2 separate regions of the Mus musculus genome follow, and region 2 is linked to region 1. The links are chromatin contacts, called in public HiChIP or PLAC-seq maps. All regions are on one chromosome and are shown on one strand. Each heading gives the region's core, a stretch centred on a gene start, on an enhancer-like site or on the middle of the called end of the contact. The rest is flanking DNA. Distances are from core to core; before and after follow the strand shown. Region 1 overlaps Map3k7 (mitogen-activated protein kinase kinase kinase 7). Region 2 has its middle 46 kb from the start of Cnr1.

Region 1 (2,754 bases), core at 120-2,619:
ATTAGGAGTAAAATATTAGCTGTTAGAAGTAAAAAGCAAAAAAAAATATATATTAAGAACTGACTTTTTGTGAGATGAAAATGAGACAGGGAAGAAATCCAAGGCTATACAACAAGACTACTTAGATTTCTTTTTTTTTTAACACTTTTTTTTAAAAACACTTAGAATGCCAAAGGCAAGCACTCACAATACACTAAAGACCTCAGCAGCCTCTCTTTCCCCACAGGCTTGGAGATTCAATGGCAGAAAGCAGTTCAAACTTTCTCCCACCCACACTCTTTCCTTTGATTAGCAGAGGCAGACAGCCTGGCAGACTGTGCTCTATAAACATGGGCAGCTACAGAGGCATAAGAACACTGATAAAGAATATCCACACCAGGCTTTACCCCAGGCTACCTTGGACCCAGTTGAACATGACAATGATTCAGAAAAAATCTTGCAAAAGGAGTAAGATAAGTGAAATTAAAGTCTGACCACAGGTAGGAGGCGGCTACTGTGGGGAGGGTTGAGACCTGAAATGGATTCATAGCTGTTCAAACACAGACCTTAACGCAAAGTGCTTGAGTGACTTTCTGACGATCGATGACAGCCAAAGGGAAAGCCAAGTCAGGAAGCATGGAGAAAGGTCTTTCTTCAGTGATACAACTGAATTGCCAACTGCATTTCTTTAACCCTGAAATATCTGAGTACCTAGTACATCCAGCTGCTGTTTCTGAGGGACTGAATGTTCTTTATCTAAACGGACAGTACCAAAGCGGAGGAGCCTTAGAAATAGAAAATAAGCTATGGCTCACAACCATCTAATTTTCAAAGCATCATATTCAACAGGTTAACTGTTGGAGAAGGGATTTATAAAAGGTTTTCACCCTTTCAGAAACAGGAGTGACTGGGATGATAGAGGCTTGCACATGGAGGGGTGAGGGGAGTCTCCAAAGGCAGCTACCCTCAATCTTTTCCATCCTTGTCTGCTTACTCTACTGAGGAGTTCATGGCTTTCCCCCTTGGGTCAAGTTGGTCAAGAATTGCTTTTATCAGTAGTATAGTGAACTTCCAGGAACCTCAAAATCAGGGCTCAAGAAGCTTTAGCAGTTTCTATTTTCTTCCTCTTAGAGCCCAACATCATGAGATAAAGGCCCACTTGATACAGAAAGGCCTCATGCAGGATGATTGGGCATTTGCTGGGTATAACTGATGACCAAGCAGACAGAGACACTACTCTGTCAGGCATGAAGAAGCAACCTTGGATGCCTCTGTTCCATGTGACAGTAATATGTATCAAGGCACTGGTTTGGTTTCCACCCAGCGGCAAGGGGCTGAGGTACTTATTTTACATATCAAAGCAGACCTGGCCTCCAGGTTCTCCCAGCAACTCTCAGTCTCTATCTGGCATACTCTGCCCGCCTCCTTGAGCTCTTCCCTCTATCCTTCTCTCTTCCCATGGTGACTTCCCTGGCCTAGTTCCTTGGGGCCAGTGAACTTGTCTGAGAGCAGCTTCCCAATAAACCCGCCTATATATAATCTAATCTGGCTTGAGTTGCCTCATTTCCTCAGTGGAGAAATAACCTATCACTACATGGACTTCTGGAATGAAATCAGAGGAACAGAAAGGTATGAAAAGAAGTGTTTGGCTATAGTAACTACGAATTAGAAACCAGTGTTAATCATTAGAAGACAAATTAAGAATAATTCCATCTTGGTCTTCTTCACCAACTAATAAATGTTAAATACCAATTTGAAGCTTGCATGGCTGGTGCTTTACCCAATAAGCCATCTCTCTGGCCAGCCCAAGTTCAATCCCGGAACCCCTACAAAAAGCAAGATGCAGTGGCATGTCTATACATGCAGTGGCATATCTATCTAGCACTTCCCATCCAGAGAGATGGGAAACAGAAAGAAGATAACTGCCTGGAAGTATGCAATATAGCAACAGAGATAGAAATAGAGACAGTTGCAAATAAAATGGAAGGCAAGAACTGACTCCTGAAAGTTGTCAGGTGGTTGTGGTGAAAATGTGTGCACTTGTGGGCAAATAAATAAATAGATAAATATTTAAACACCGACTCCATTCCCCTTACTTTCAGAGGATCACATTTCCTTTGACCTTATTAAGATTTGCAAATTGTGTTATTTTTCTAACTAATCCAACCCCCACATTCTGGAGAAACTTTATTTGGAGAGAATTTATTACAACTTGAGCCATACTCAGATGCTAGTAAAGAGCTGGAAGTTAAGTTCAGGTGTTACTGTATCTTTCGCTGTATAGCATACCATATCTTCACATGCTCTCTAATGGGCCACACATCCCACAGTATACACACACCAGAATGAGCTGCATTTCACTCCGATGAGATGACCAAACCACGTAGACTATTGCCATTATAGGACTCATTGGTTAAGAAAGTCTATTTCTAGGGACAGAGAGGCGGCTCAGCAGTGATCAGTACTGGCTGCTTTTTCAAAGAGCTTAGGCTTTGTTCCTTGCACCTCCAGAGAGGCTCACAACCATCTAATAACTCCTGTCCCAGGAACTGATGGCCTCAACAGACACCTACACAGTGCACAGACATATATGCAGGCAAAACACTCATACTCATAAAATGGTATAAAAGTAATAACAAAAGGTTCACCTTGTCTCTGTCTCTCAGGCTCAGAATGTAAAACAACACTTTCCTGATGGAGGTAATTTCCACAACTGTAAGAATTTACAAACTGGCAGAGACAATTACAAAATAATGAAATAAGTTATACTTTATT
Region 2 (2,754 bases), core at 141-2,640, 2.0 Mb before region 1:
AGTCATAAGTAAAGATGACATAGAAATAACATGCCTCCCCATTACATGCACTGAGGAAAGTCTCGAGAACTTAGGCAAAGTCAAGTCTCTGCTGGAACAGCACCCAGTCAGCTGTGGCTAATGTCTGAGGAAGAGCCAGCTTGGGATAGACGAGTTTGCTAACTTATATACATTTTAGGCTTTTGCATTTTACATATGCTGTCACCTTAAATCTTTTTAGGTCCTGGCCCCAGGTTGCAATTTGGACATTATAAACAGACCAAAGATGGGAGAATGTAATTTTAATTTTTTCAAATCCTATTTTTAATGACGTTTCTTAATTTCTTTAACTTCCCTTGTAACCCACCACCCTCCAGAGGTAGTGGAAAAGAAGGATACAGGGGTGGGGGAGTAGCCCTGTTTAAAAAAAGGTTCTTTGGAGCAACTCCTGTCTGTGTTGTCTGGAAATCAGCAGTTCAGTTCACAGGTTAGCAGGTAGCTGCACAGATATACCAGTAGTATAGTTCGGTAGAGTCAGGTTTAGCAACAGTGGTGACATGACCTAGCAGAGAGAACCAAGCCTCAGCCTCAGCTTGAGTCAGCAGGAGGTACACCAGAAGTTCTCTCTACTGTGCCTCTCTCAGGGAAGTGAAGATCAGCGAAGATGCAAGACCCACAAGTGTTACACAGCTCACTGTACCAGCAAGCCAAGCTCTGTCTCCATCATTCTGTGGGGTCCAATTTATACCCTCCAAACATCATGTGTCCTCCACGTGCCTTGCCTCAGCATGTGCATCTAATCAGCCCGAGTCCTTGGAAGTGACAACAAACTGTAGCATACCACCAGAAGTATTTGGGGGGGGGGGAAGCATTTTTCTCTATGGCGTCCCAACAAATACAGCTCAATTACACAATGTAAGGTGGACAAATAAATGTGTGTCATTAGCAAAGAATCGTTCATCATGTGTCCTTTCACATGCTTGCTTTAGCAGAACGTCCTCTCTCCTGTGTCTGCTTCAGCAAAACTTTCCTCCACAAGTCTGCCTTAGCCTTTCACACCTGTGTTCACATGTCTACCCCAGCAAAACACCATCCAACTCACTTTTCAAAGAACCCTTAACCTTCCACTTCAGAAGACTACAAGCCTGGCCACTTATGCAGATGAGCTACATGCAAAGATATAATCAGACTTCTTTTAAGTATGCTAGTGGGTTTTTTTTTTTTTTCAAATGGTTGTTATCTAGGATCTTCTTGCCCATCTGGCAGAATTATGTTTTTCTCAAGAAGAGAACAGGGGGCTTTATGCAGCCCAGGACTTAACTTTAGCTGTGACCTCGAGCTGCCCCTTACGCAGCCAGTTAGAGGCAAGTTCTTTGGGGGTGGCCAGTGAATCCTGGTGAGCAGACATTTACATGATAACAAAGTAGTTTAGCTCATCACTTACTGGTCTGGATAGCATACTACTTAGCTTTGGGGTATTTTGAATTCATGTATCCTGAGCAAATCTATTAGTAAACCCGTTATATGACCAGTTTAATTACTTGAGTTCTGCCACATCAAAATCACCTTAAAAACATGGCAGTGGAAACTTGAGATAGGCAAGCTAAAGCAAAATGGGGAAGTCTGTACTATAGACCTCAGATGTGTTCTGATGTCATTCATAGCCTTTGGAGTGATGGGAGTCTGGGATCCATTTGTGTATTCTAAAAAGGAAGAGTAGTCACAAGGAAGTTAGGTCAAACACTGAGGTAGGCAGTGATTGGATAGTTAAGAGACTAAGAGTAACCCAAGATAATGAGGCTCTCAACCTGTAACGTTCCAACTCTCTCCAGTCCCGTTCTATCAGCCTTGTGGAATGTCTAATGGTTATGTTTTTAAATATGGGAACTTCATACACAGGATTGAATGGGTCTGAATGCATAGGGCACAGCTAGAGCATGCAGTAGATACTAGTACCGTGAAAGCTTGTGCTGTGTGGCTAGGCACTGATTTCTGAAGCTCTAGTGGTGGCTCCTGCTGGAAGGAGTGTTCTCTACCACTGTGGCAGAAGAATCCTTGAGCAGAACATTCCACTTAGGACCCAGTCGGTGTCACTCTCTCGGCAAAGCTGACACGTTCACGCTTCTTACCTGAGGAGAATGGTCAGGAAGACTGATTCTGACTTCCTATCCAGAACTGGCTACAGAAAATTGGTTGTGTTTCAGCACACACTATTTTCTCATGTTGATAAAGTTGGAGGATGAGAAATGGAGTAGCAAGTGGAGGTCAGTGGGACCAAATAATGAAAATCCTAATATAATTTCTAGGACTACAGACTCTAGTACTCCAAAAATCCTCTCTCCACCTTTGCCAGACCTACAGAGTCACAAAATAAAACTAAGCACAGTGTAAAATATTTAGAATCTGTTGCAGTTTGGTTTTGTCTGTTAGCACAATGCTAGACCTTGGCATTTTCCATTGCTTGTAGTTTCTTTGTGGAAGGAATTAATCCCATTAGGTGACAGCTGTCCTTGATCTAAAATAACATGCACTCTCTCTTCTTTGTTTCAGATGCAAACCAGAAACATTTGTGAGTTGCTTTCATAGTATCCAAAGCACTTGAGTTTTTAATTGATTATTTTTTTTAGAACAGCTAAGCTTGCCATTGGAGAATTCTTTGCATTTTCAAGCAAAGCCCAATGCCATAGAAATCCTGCAGAGTCTCAGAATAAAGCAATATTATATCCCAAAGAAAGCATTGATTTCAGGAGTGGGCATGCTAACATTCATCAACAA

Evidence for each region. HiChIP or PLAC-seq counts read pairs in DNA pulled down with a chosen protein or histone mark.
Region 2: a contact with region 1 is called in an H3K27ac HiChIP or PLAC-seq map of stem cell-derived epiblast-like cells, with 97 times the contacts expected there. The contact joins two enhancer-like sites. A contact is called at or near these places in 9 of 484 Hi-C or Micro-C datasets (the Ba/F3 cell line, the G1E-ER4 cell line, Sertoli cells and 5 more), 10 of 115 datasets of contacts at active chromatin or transcription factors (astrocytes, cardiomyocytes, embryonic stem cells and 2 more) and 1 of 9 other capture datasets (embryonic stem cells).

The regions. Positions count from the first base shown.
Region 1 is chr4:31,969,201-31,971,954 of GRCm38.p6, reverse strand. The region is part of intron 1 of Map3k7 (mitogen-activated protein kinase kinase kinase 7); the gene reads right to left. Among named protein-coding and RNA genes, the nearest start is that of Map3k7, 6.5 kb to the right of the region's middle. Within about 2 kb of position 1,369, at least 17 of the 459 cell types and tissues checked have an H3K27ac peak or open chromatin away from gene starts, as enhancers often do. A contact at or near this core is called in stem cell-derived epiblast-like cells, where this site is marked.
Region 2 is chr4:33,969,572-33,972,325 of GRCm38.p6, reverse strand. No RefSeq gene overlaps it. Among named protein-coding and RNA genes, the nearest start is that of Cnr1, 46 kb to the right of the region's middle. Within about 2 kb of position 1,390, at least 1 of the 459 cell types and tissues checked has an H3K27ac peak or open chromatin away from gene starts, as enhancers often do. A contact at or near this core is called in stem cell-derived epiblast-like cells, where this site is marked.